Regions from separate parts of the Sus scrofa genome. Here region 1 is linked to region 2. The links are chromatin contacts, called in public HiChIP or PLAC-seq maps. All regions are on one chromosome and are shown on one strand. Each heading gives the region's core, a stretch centred on a gene start, on an enhancer-like site or on the middle of the called end of the contact. The rest is flanking DNA. Distances are from core to core; before and after follow the strand shown.

Region 1 (5,335 bases), core at 2,707-5,206, 33 kb after region 2:
CCATTTAACTATGAACTCAGTGAAAATAAGTCTTACTGGGCCCACCTTTACATTCCCAATATCTGGCACAGAGTAGGCTCTTAGAGAGTATTTGCTGAACAAACTAAGATTTGATGAAGGACCGAACATAGAACATTGGCACTCATGCTCCAAAGCTCAGAGTCCAGGGAAAGAGAGGCACAGGCACACAGCTGCCGACAGTCCAAGAGTCTGCCCCTTTCATCATGAAAGCAACTTTGAGGTCGGGTGAAGCTAGCACTGATTTCTTTTAATTTTCCCCTCTCCCATAATTCCCAACTTCCACTCAGCTTTTTTCTTTTACTGATGAGGAAATTGTGCCAAAGAGAGCGTCTTTGGCCTCTTTTTACCTCATAAATAAATCGATCATTTGGTGGTCTTTTGGTCCCACCAAGGCCTGGCAAACGCCAACCTTTGAAATTCACCTCAACTCTCATTTCCCTAATGTAGTCTTCCTAGAATAACCAAGGGTTTATCTTAGATTCTGCACTCCCTATAGCAGCTTATACATATCTCTTATTGCTTTTCAATATATTTACATGACTATCTACTGAAACAGACTATAAGCTTCTCTAGGGAAGTGACAATATTCATTCAAGTAATTTTTATTCTCATTTCTTGGTCTTTTTAGGGCTGCACCTGCAGCATATGGAGGTTCCCAGGCTAGGGGTCAAATTGGAGCTGCAGCTGCTGGCCTACACCACAGTCACAGCAACATGGGATCCAAGCCACATCTTCAACCTACACCACAGCTCGCAGCAACGCAAGATCCTTAACCCACTGAGCAAGGCCAGGGATCGAACCTGCATCCTCATGGATATAGTCAGGTTCATTACCACTAAGCCACAACGGGAACTCTATATTCAAGCATTTTTATGAAAACTACTATGTACCAGACACAGTAGATCTTGGAAGGGTGAGGGGAGGTTGTGCTCAGACAGAGTAAATATCATGTGCTGGGCATAATTTTTTTTGTTTTGTTTTTTAGGGCTGCACCCAGGGCATATGAAAGTTCCCAGGCTAGGGCTCGAATCAGAGCTACAGCTGGAGGCCTACACCACAGCTCACGGCAACGCCAGACCCTTAACCCACTGAGCGAGGCCAGGGATCGAAGCCGCGTACTCATGGATACCAGTTGGGTTTGTGTGTTAACGTTAAGCAAGGTTTTTTTTGCCCTTTTTTTTTTTGGCAGCCCAGTGTCATATGTAAGTTCCCAGGCCAGGGATGGAATCATAGCCACAGGTGCAACAATGCTGGATCCTTAACCCACTGCACAGGCGGGTGATCGAACCTGTTGCTCTGAAGCAGCCGGAGCTGCTGCAAAGACAACCTTGATCCTGCTGCGCCACAGTGGAAACTCCCAACTTTGAGCAAGTTTTTTGCTTTTTTGGTTTTTTTTTTGCTTTTTGCTTTTATAGGGCTGCACGTGCGGCATATGGAAGTTCCAGGCCAGGGGTCCAATTGGAGCTGTAGCTGCTGGCCTACACCAGAGCCACAGCAACGCAGGATCCAAGCAGCATCTTCGACCTACACCACAGCTTCTGGCAACGCAGGATCCCTAACCCACTGAGCGAGGCCAGGGATCAAACCCACAAGCCCACGTCCTCATGGATACTAATCAGGTTCATTACCACTAATCCACAGTGGGGGCTCCCTAAGCAAGATTTTAAACTCATCTATGGCTCAGTTTCTTCATCTGTAAAACAAGACAGTAACACGCACCTACAGCCAACTAATCTATGACAAAGGAGGCAAGGATAGACAATGGAGAAAGGACAGCTTGTTCAATAAGTGGTGCTGGGAAAACTGGACAGCCGCATGGAAAAGAATGAAATGAGAACACTCCCCTGACACCATACACAAAAATAAACTCCAAATGGATTAAAGACCTAGATATAAGACCAGACACTATAAAACTCTTAGAGGAAAACATAGGCCAAACACTCTCTGACGTAAAAGACAGCAACATCTTCTCAGATCCACCTCTTAGAGTATTGACAATAAAAACAAAAATAAACAAATGGGGCCCAATCAAACTTAAAAGTTTCTGCACAGCAAAGGAAACCCTAAACAAAATGAAAAGACAACCCACAGAATGGGAGAAAATCTTTGCAAGTGAATCAACTGACAAGGAATTGATCTCCAAAATTTACAAACAACTTCTGCAGCTCCATACCAAAAAACAAACAACCCCATCCAAAAATGGGCAGAAGATCTAAACAGACAGTTCTTCAGAGAAGACATACAGATGGCCGAGAAACACATGCAAAGATGTTCAACATCACTCATTATTAGAGAAATGCAAATCAAAACCACTCTGAGGTACCACCTTACACCAGCCAGAATGGCCATCCTCAAAACGTCTACAAACAATAAGTGCTGGAGAGGGTGTGGAGAAAAAGGAACCCTAGTACACTGTTGGTGGGATTGTAAATTGGTGCAACCACGGTGGAAAGCAGTATGGAGATTCCTCAGAAAACTAAACATGGAACTACCATTTGATCCAGCAATCTCACTCCTGGGCATCTATCCAGAGAAAACCACGACTCCCAAAGACACATGGACTCCGATGTTCATTGCAGCACCATTTACAATAGCCAAGACATGGAAACAACCTAAATGTCCATCGACAGAGGAGTGGATCAAGATGTGGTACATATACACAATGGAATATGACTCAGCCATTAAAAAGAATGAAATACCGGCATTTTTAGCAACATAGATGGACCTAGAAACTATCATGCTAAGTGAAGTCAGCCATACAATGAGACACCAACATCAAATGCTTTCACTGACATGTGGAATCTGAAAAAAGGACAGACTGAACTTCTTTGCAGAACAGATGCTGACGCACAGACATTGAAAAACGTATGGTCTCTGGAGGAGACAGTTTGGGGGGTGGGGGGATGTGCTTGGGCTGTGGGATGGAAATCCTGTGAAATCAGATTGTTATGATCATTATACAACTACAGATGTGATAAATTCATTTGAGTAATAAAAAAAAAGTAAAAAAAAAACCAAAAACACAAGGCAGTAACAGACCCACCTCACCGCATTGAGGAGATTAAATAATTCATCAGCATAAAGTGTTTCCAGCTGTGCCTGGCACCAAGCAAGGCTGCAACATGTGTTTGACATTCTACTAAATAGGTTTGTTTCTCCACGGGGCCTGACAAACAGTAAGAGACTCAAATATCCGTGGTACCCGCTATAATCACTAACCAGAATTCAGTCTACAAGAAGAGAGCAGAGAGCAAGATTCTGAATGTCCTAAAAGCCTTCCCAACCCTAAAAAGAGTACTGACTTCCACGGCTGGAGGGAAAGGAAACAACCCCTTCTTTCCCTTTTCGGTGATCTCAGCACATCTTATGCCAACAATTCACACCCAGCTGCAGCCTGTCTGAAACTCTTGCCTCTCTGAGGGATCTCCCCGCACCCAAACAACATGTCACACACGGGCTCTTTCCCCAAAGACGCATCCAGCTCCCTTTCTTTTGTCCTTACAGTTGGAGTAGTAGCTATTTTTCGCTCGCTTACTCATGTAATCTTCTCAGATGGGTCACTGTCCCCACTTCACAGACAAAACTAAAGCTCCCTGAGGAAAAAGGCGCTAGGCTCAAAAGTGCACCGGAACTGGGTCTCAACCCCGGTCTATTGATCCGCGCCGAGAGCAGGAAACAGTGAGAAGGCACCAGCCTGAGACTTCCACACTCCCACTTTCCCCTCCCCGCTGCCGCGCCATTCCGGCGTCTCCCGGACTACTCGCGGGGCCCGGACCCGACTGGGACGCGTCGCCCCACAAAGCTCCAGACTCTGGCACCCCGCCCTGCCCAGGCTCGAGTACCCGAGGTCGCCGCCGCCATCTCGCGTCGCCTCCGCGCCGGGAGCCCCGCGTCCATTCCACTCCCTCCTTGGGCCCGCCTCTCTGTTCGAATTTCTCACTGCCCCGCCCCCTCTCCTGGGCTCCACCAATCACGGCTACTTGCCGCCGGAAGCCCCTTCTAGTGCCTCGCCGCTATCCCGCCCTCTAGGGCTCGCCTCCGGGTTCTGCAAGAAAGTTTCCCTGGGCCGAGAACGCATGCGCGCGCATCCGCTCCCCGGCCGTTGACGTCGGGCAGGCCCTCCCGCGCAAACTCCGCTGCCGCCGGAGGCGTTTGCGACAGTGGCCGTCGGGGGTGCTGGTGAGCGTCGCCAGCCCCCGGCTCTTTTTACCTTCTGGGTTTCGAGGCGTAGATTTATCTTAGGTGTAGACATTTCGCCTCGGTTTTTTTGTTTTTTGTTTTTTGTTTTTTTCCCCTCTCAAACTGCGACTTTTGGTACGAAATCAAGCAGACGGTGTTCCGAGATAGTTAATCGATTTATCCGAAAATTTCTCTGAACTAAATACAGTTTTCGCTGTTTTCGTGGCAGAATATGGCACACTATAGGGATAAGAAAGATGCATGGGCATGGGATTATTCTAAACGACTGGTAGTGATCTTCAGTTTTACACTTTCTTGCCTCAGAATTTGATTCTCGAGCTTGGTGGGAGGGGATCCTTTTGTGGCTTTCCGGACTTGACCTCGGGGGGCCAGTCAACGGTGCTTTAACGTCTGGTCACTTATTTAGATCAGGACCCTGCTGGCTGGGTTGTGGACAGTTAGGTCCTGCTGATTCCAAAGCCACTATATGAGGTGCAGAGGCCAGGTGACATGTGTGTCCCTTTATGTCACATGCCTGAGCTGAGGATCCCAGCTGGGATGTCCCTTCCTTTGTAACAGAGCTCTAGGCGGCGGAGTGGGCGTGAAAGTCATGCTCAATCTGTTAGTCAACTTCGCCCATGTCCTACGAGTTCAGTCATCTGTAAAATAGTTCCCTATCCCTTCTGGAGCTTAACCAGGCGTGACCATCCCATCTTTGAGCTCCTGGTAAGGCCCTGGTTTAGACATTATGTCAAACTATAATAAACTAAACAAAACAAATATTGGACCACTGGTTCTAATATTTTGGGGAGGGCCTTGAAATCCCTTTACATTCTTAAAAATTGAGACCCCAAATATCTTCTGATTTTTATCAATCCACATTTACTGTGTTAGAAATAAATACAAGTTGAAAATATTTATTAATGCATTGCTCTGGTCACAGCAGTAACAATGTGGGATCCTTAACCCACTGTGGCACAAAGGAAGTCCAGAATTCAGATTTCTAGGTGTGACAGGCTTTAGAGAGCATTTGACCAAATTAAGCTTATTTTACAAAGGGGTAATTGAGGAGTTCTTGTGGCGCAGTGGTTAGCGAATCCAACTAGGAACCATGAGGTTGCCGGTTCGGTCCCTG
Region 2 (5,865 bases), core at 3,144-5,643:
GCCTCTCAGAGGATCCAGGGAAATCACCTGACTCAGGCAGCATGTTCACGACAAGTCACAGATTTAGACTTCTGTGGTTCATCAGATGACGCCTACAGTTAGAGCATGTGGTTTCCGATATACCAGGGCCCATAAAAGACAGTGATTAAGGATTCCGTTGACCTCTGGAAGGCCCAGCTCTGAGTTTGGCCCCCACTCCCTAAATTCACCGAGGCCTCCCCTCAGCATCTGCTTCTGAGATCTGCCCCCTAGTCTGCTCTCTGGGTTCGCGTCCAGCCTTCACAGATCCCATTGGCTGTCATGGATCATGAGGCTCCGGCGAGAACCAACTCTCTTTCAACTTTCACCCAACATCTCAGAGACCAGTGGCTCCCCTGCTGCAGCCCACACACAAAGGAGGGAGGGGCGAACGGTCTGATGAACAGAAAACAAAACTGCCAGTGGAAGGAGAATAGTTAAGAGGCAACTCTGGACTTGTTTGGGCTCAAAAGTAAACATGCTACAGAAAAATGAAACAAATGAGTCCTAAGTCATTCCAGAGCAGAGGGTCTCAGGGTCAGTAGGAGGGGTGGACATGGTGAATCTTAAACAGCAGATGCCCATGGGACCAGCCGCACCCTGTCTTGGCCTGCAGTGAAGAGGGGTCCGAATATTGCCTGGAAGCTTGTTAATAACACAGAATCTTGGGATCCTGGAATCCTAGAATCCTCTCCAGCCCTGAGAAGCTCCCCCAACCCCGAGCTGCTGACTCAGTTAGCATTTTAACTAGAGCCCCAACAATTTGGGCTTAAGATATAAGCAGCTCTGGTCTAAAATAGCCTCTCCACTCTGGCTTACATTGGAATCACCTGGAGATCTTTTCAAACCACCCATCTCTGGGGATTGATTTAATTGGTCTGGGGTGGGGTTCAGACACCACTATATTTCAAAGCGAGCTCCTAGGGACTCCAATACAGAGCAAGGGCAGAGCGCCGCCGCTGCCCACACCATCGTGGGCCACTTGGGTTAGGGTTAGGGTTAGCCTTACGCTCCTAGAACGAAATGGAAATACAAGTGATTGTTTCCTGGGGTCAACGAGGTTAGAAACTGGAGCAGGTCTAATGCACGGGAGGGAGGGGCTCAACAAAGCGTGGCTGGGAGGTGGGAGATGGAAGATGAACTCGGATGGCAGCCTGTCCTCAAAAGCAGAGAGGTTCAAGTATTATCTCCTCTAGCTCCTCGCCCCCAGGTCCAAGTAGCCCTCGGCCAACACAGGTCCCCTTGTCCCAAGCCCTGGGCTCTCGGTCCAGGCAGGTCTGAAGTTGGAAGCGAAGCTGGGGACAGTCTTGGCACCATCACCTCTCTCAAGTTTAGGTTTGAGAAAATGCACAGGAAACTGGGCACAAACAGGACCTTATCTTCGCCCTTTCCCTTCATTGATCTGAGACATTCTAGGCTTTGTTTAGAGGATGACAGAGTCACACTTACTTACTCAGGGACAGCAGAGGGGCCATTTTCACCTGAGAGCTTCTCAATTTAGGGCAAATATTTCCTGCTGTGGGAGATCAGGGCGAAAATTCCCAAGAATGTCTCACATAAATCACTACTTTCAGGGACAAAGTTTTAGGCACTTCCTAGGAAAATCTCTCAACTCCAGTCCAACCGGGTGACTTTGCAGGAACAGCAGCTTATTCTGGAAACAGAAAAGCTCTGCCAGCTCAGTCTACCTCTGGTCCTATTTCTTTTTTTTTTTTTTTTTTCGCTTTTTAGGGCTGCTCCCTTGGCACATGGAGGCTCTCAGGCTGGGGGTGGAATCAGAGCTGCAGCTGCCAGCCTACACCACAGCCACAGCAACACCGGATCTGAGCCTTGTCTGCAACCTCCACCACAGCTCACGGCAACGTCAGATCCTTAACCCACTGAACGGGGCCAGGGATTGAACCCGCATCCTCATGGATCCTAGATGGGCTCATTAACCGCTGGGCCACAAAGGGAATTCCTTTCTGGGCCTATGTCTAGCCTGCCTCCCAGATGCTTCCAATTAATGCCAGTCATTGAAGGCGAGGATTGGCTAGATTGGAAATGACCCAGGAACCAGGCTTCAGAACCCCCTGATCCAGATCAATGTTTTCTACAATCACCCAATCACAGGACTCAGCTGGGAGTATTGCTTCCCAGCAGGCCTCACTTCAAACCCACTGGGCTAAGGCTTCCAGGAGAGAGACTCCAGAATTTCTATCTTTGGCAAGTGCCCCCCAAATAACGGCTCTCACTTATTGAGAACTTAATCTGTGCCACTCACCATATTAAATGCTTTTTTTTTTTGGCTGCGCCCGGGGCATGTGGAAGTTCCTGGGCCAGGGATTGAACCAGCGAGACAGCTATAACCAGAGCCGGATCCTTAACCTGGCGAGGCACTAGGGAATTCCCAAATGCTTTTAATTGGCTTGTTTAATCCTCGGCAAGGACCTAGAAATTAAGGCACTTGCTCAGGATCACACAACGATCAAGGAGGGAGCCAGAATTCCACCCGAGGAAGTAGCATGGCTTCTCAGGCAGACATAAATGTGGCTAAGATTCTGACAAGGACCTGGGTGGAGCTGGGAGGTCTCCAGGCGACAGTGCCAGTGCAGATCAAAGGTGAGCCTTCTCTGCAACCTGGGAGGGCAGCACCCAACAAGGAGGCCTGGGTTACTTTAGGGCCCTCTGGCCTCTGGGCCAGCCATTCCCAGGGGCTGTCCTGCCTGCTCATGGCTTTAGAGAGCTGCCCTGGCCAGAGAGCCTCACCTCCGGGGAGGGTGGTGGGTGTACTAGGTGCCAAGGGTGGAGACAGGCAAAAGTTTCTAGGAGTCACCTGGCACCCTTTGCGACACCCCCCCCCATAAATTCTAAGGGCCCACCCAAACAGGAAGAGAAAACGGGGCACCTGCCTCAACTACCATCCCCCAACGCTCCATGCTTCTGAGGTCTCCAGAGTCACTGGGCTGGCAGGTCCAAAAGAGCTGCCTGTTTTCACTTCCCTGTCCCGAAGAGGAAAAAGCACCTTCCTCATCTATGCCTTCTAGAAATCAAGCCTATCTGAAGATTACTCTGCCGACGACCTCTCAAATGAACTGCAAGGCCCGCCGTGCGCAGAGCCGAGGGGGGTAGTGGTGGAAACCTCAGCGTTTGCAGGGTTGAGGAACCTCCACGGGGGGCGCGTTCTAAGAGCTCAAGGGGAGCGACCAGAGCCCAGGTCCCCAGGGGGAGGGAAAAGATGAGGACAGCAGGGACCAGTCTCAGTCCAGGAGGGGGTGTGAACGGACCCGTGAAGCTTCCCCTGCCCCTACTGCGGATGTGGGAGCTCAAAGTCCGAGAGGCCTGAGATGGGGTTTGGCGAGGGGTCAGATGAGTTGCCTTTTGCCTTCAGAAGCCCGAAAAAACAAGGCCAGCGGTATCTCCCAAGGCCAAGCCTCCACCCACCTTCTCCCGGCTCTAGTTCTAAAGCCACCTGCCCCAGCCCACGCGAGTCGGCGAAGGCAGGACAGAGCTAGGGAGAGGTCTTGGGGGTGGGGGACAAGGGCCCGCCAGCTGGTTTGGGGCTTTGGGAGCCAGGACGGAGTACTTACATCCAGAAGTGTGGCTGGCTGCAGCTGACGCCTCAGCTCGGAGAGGGAGCCGCCTTCACCCAGCCCTAGGGATCACTTCCCGGCAGGGCAGGCCAGGCGCAGGGGTGGGGCTTGGGCATTTAAAGGGCCCTTGCAGCTGGTTCTCGTTGAGTTTTTTGGGTTTGTTTCTCTCCTGTGGGAGGCTTTCACTGCAGCTGAAGGCACTGCAGCTCATTCAGTGCTCAGGAATGCCCGCCTCAGAGCCAGCTGGCAGCGCTGGAATGAAACTAGGAGGGGGTCCAAGGCCTAGGGCGGCGGCGGGGGGGGGGGGGGGTGGTGCTGAGTTGGCTTCTCCCCCCTCTGGCTGGCATTTCCCATCAGGGTGGGTCCGACTCTGCCTCTCCAGGCCTGCGTGTGCTCCAGCGGCAGTACCTCCTCTAAAGAGAAGATAACCTGCTACTTTTCTTTTTTTATTTTAGATTCAGAAAATTCAGCCCAGGTGTCCAAACAACGGTTCCATAGAAAACACACACACACATACACATGTCCTCTTTCTGGTAAGGTGCTGTGTTGGGAGTTCGCAGGGTCTCTGCTCCTCCCAGGTGCCCCAGCGCCCCCGGGGTAGGGAGGGAGGGCCAGCAGGTCAGGACTCTGCACCCTAAAGGCAGAGGCGCTCAGTACTTGCGCTGCCTGGGGAAGAGGCTACTTCCCGAGGCCCGGAGCGCGGGGCTGGGGGGGCTGGCGTCCTCTGCGTCCAGGCTGAAGAGGTCCCTGCCGGTCCGGAGGATCTGCTCCTCCAGCTTCTTGTGCCGCTTCATGTCCGAGAGGACCTTGTCCAGGCGGGCCTCCCGTTTCTGGCTCCGGGCTGAGCTTCCTGCAGAAGGGGAAGGAGAGAAATGTGGGCGCGACTGAGGTTCTGTGCCCCGGACCTTCCTGGGATCTTATGACTCACTTGAGGAGCTCGGGAAACAGAGCGACTTCTAGGCCTGTCCTGGAGGGGCTGTGGTGTAGGGCTGGGGCCTCAGATGGGGTGGGCCGTGAAGGCTGGACGTATGAGAAGGGGCAGGTAATGTGAAGACCTAGGAAGAGCAGCCCAGGCAGGCACCAGCAAGTGCAAAAGCCCCAGGGCAGGAACGGGGAGGTCTGCTCAAGGGCAAATGCAGAACTGGGGGAGACAGGAAAGATGAGGCCCAAGAAATGACTCACAGATCACGATAAGGGGTACGGATCTCTTTGTTTAAATGGAAGCCTTGGTGGGGGCACAGTGTGTGTGTTGGATTCTCTTTGTTTAAATTGTTTTAGGGCCGCACCCACGGTATATGGCGGTTCCCAGGCGAGGGGTCGAATCAGAGCTGTAGCTGCCGGCCGACACCACAGCCTTGGCAATGCTGGGATCCTTAGCAAAGCCAGGGATGGAAACTGTGTCCTCATGGATGAGAGTTGGGTTCATTAACCACTGAGCAACGATGGGAACTCCTGGATTCTCATTTTGATAAGCTCTTACACCCCAGCAATAAAATCCTTTGGAAGACTTTTTTTTTTTTTTGCTTTTTACCGCTGCACGTGCAGGACATGGAAGTTCCCAAGCTAGGGGTTGAAAGCTACAGCTGCCAGCCTATACCACAGCCACAGCCATTCGGGATCCAAGCCACATCTGCGACCTACACCACAGCTCACAACAACATCGGATCCTTAACCAACTGCGCAAGACCAGGGATCACACCCGCATCCTCGTGGATACTAGTTGGGTTCATTTCCGATGAGCCACAATGGGAACTCCTTTTTTTTTTAACGGCCGCAGCCATGGCACATGGAAGTTCAGGGACTGAATCCAAACCACAGCTGAGGCTACGCCCGATCCTTTAACCCAGAGCACCAGGCCCAGGATTGAACCCGTCCCTCTCCAGTGAACCAAGTCACTGCAATCAGATTCTTAATCCACTGCACCAAGCAGGAACTCCTCCTTCGGAGAATTTAAAACAGAATTGGGAGTTCCTGTCGTGGCACAGCAGCAACAAATCCTACTAGGAACCATGAGGTTGCAGGTTCGATCCCTGGCCTTGCTCAGTGGGTTAAGGATCCAGTGTTGCCGTGAGCTGTGGTGTAGGTCGCAGATGTGGCCGGATCACGTGTTGCTGTGGTGTAGGCCAGGGGCTGCAGCTCCAATTGGACCGCTAGCCTGGAAACCTCCATTTGCCACACTTGAGGCCCTAAAAATAAAATAATAATAATTTAAAAAAATTTAAAACAGATTTGAGCTGACTTATGTTTTGAAAGAGAGACGGCTTGGATCAGGGTG

Evidence for each region. HiChIP or PLAC-seq counts read pairs in DNA pulled down with a chosen protein or histone mark.
Region 1: a contact with region 2 is called in an H3K27ac HiChIP or PLAC-seq map of alveolar macrophages. The contact joins the promoter of KIF22 here to the promoter of MVP in region 2. A contact is called at or near these places in 7 of 47 Hi-C or Micro-C datasets (blood, embryonic fibroblasts, heart right ventricle and 2 more) and 2 of 2 datasets of contacts at active chromatin or transcription factors (alveolar macrophages and skeletal muscle).

Annotation. Positions count from the first base shown.
Region 1 is chr3:18,021,725-18,027,059 of Sscrofa11.1, reverse strand. KIF22 (kinesin family member 22) reads right to left here and starts at 3,956. Exons shown (of 14, transcript NM_001243019.1): 1 at 3,864-3,956. The coding sequence starts at 3,918.
Region 2 is chr3:18,055,076-18,060,940 of Sscrofa11.1, reverse strand. MVP (major vault protein) reads right to left here and starts at 4,393. Exons shown (of 15, transcript XM_021086424.1): 1 at 3,588-4,393. PAGR1 (PAXIP1-associated glutamate-rich protein 1) reads right to left here. Exons shown (of 3, transcript XM_013987719.2): 3 at 4,021-4,440. The coding sequence ends at 4,241.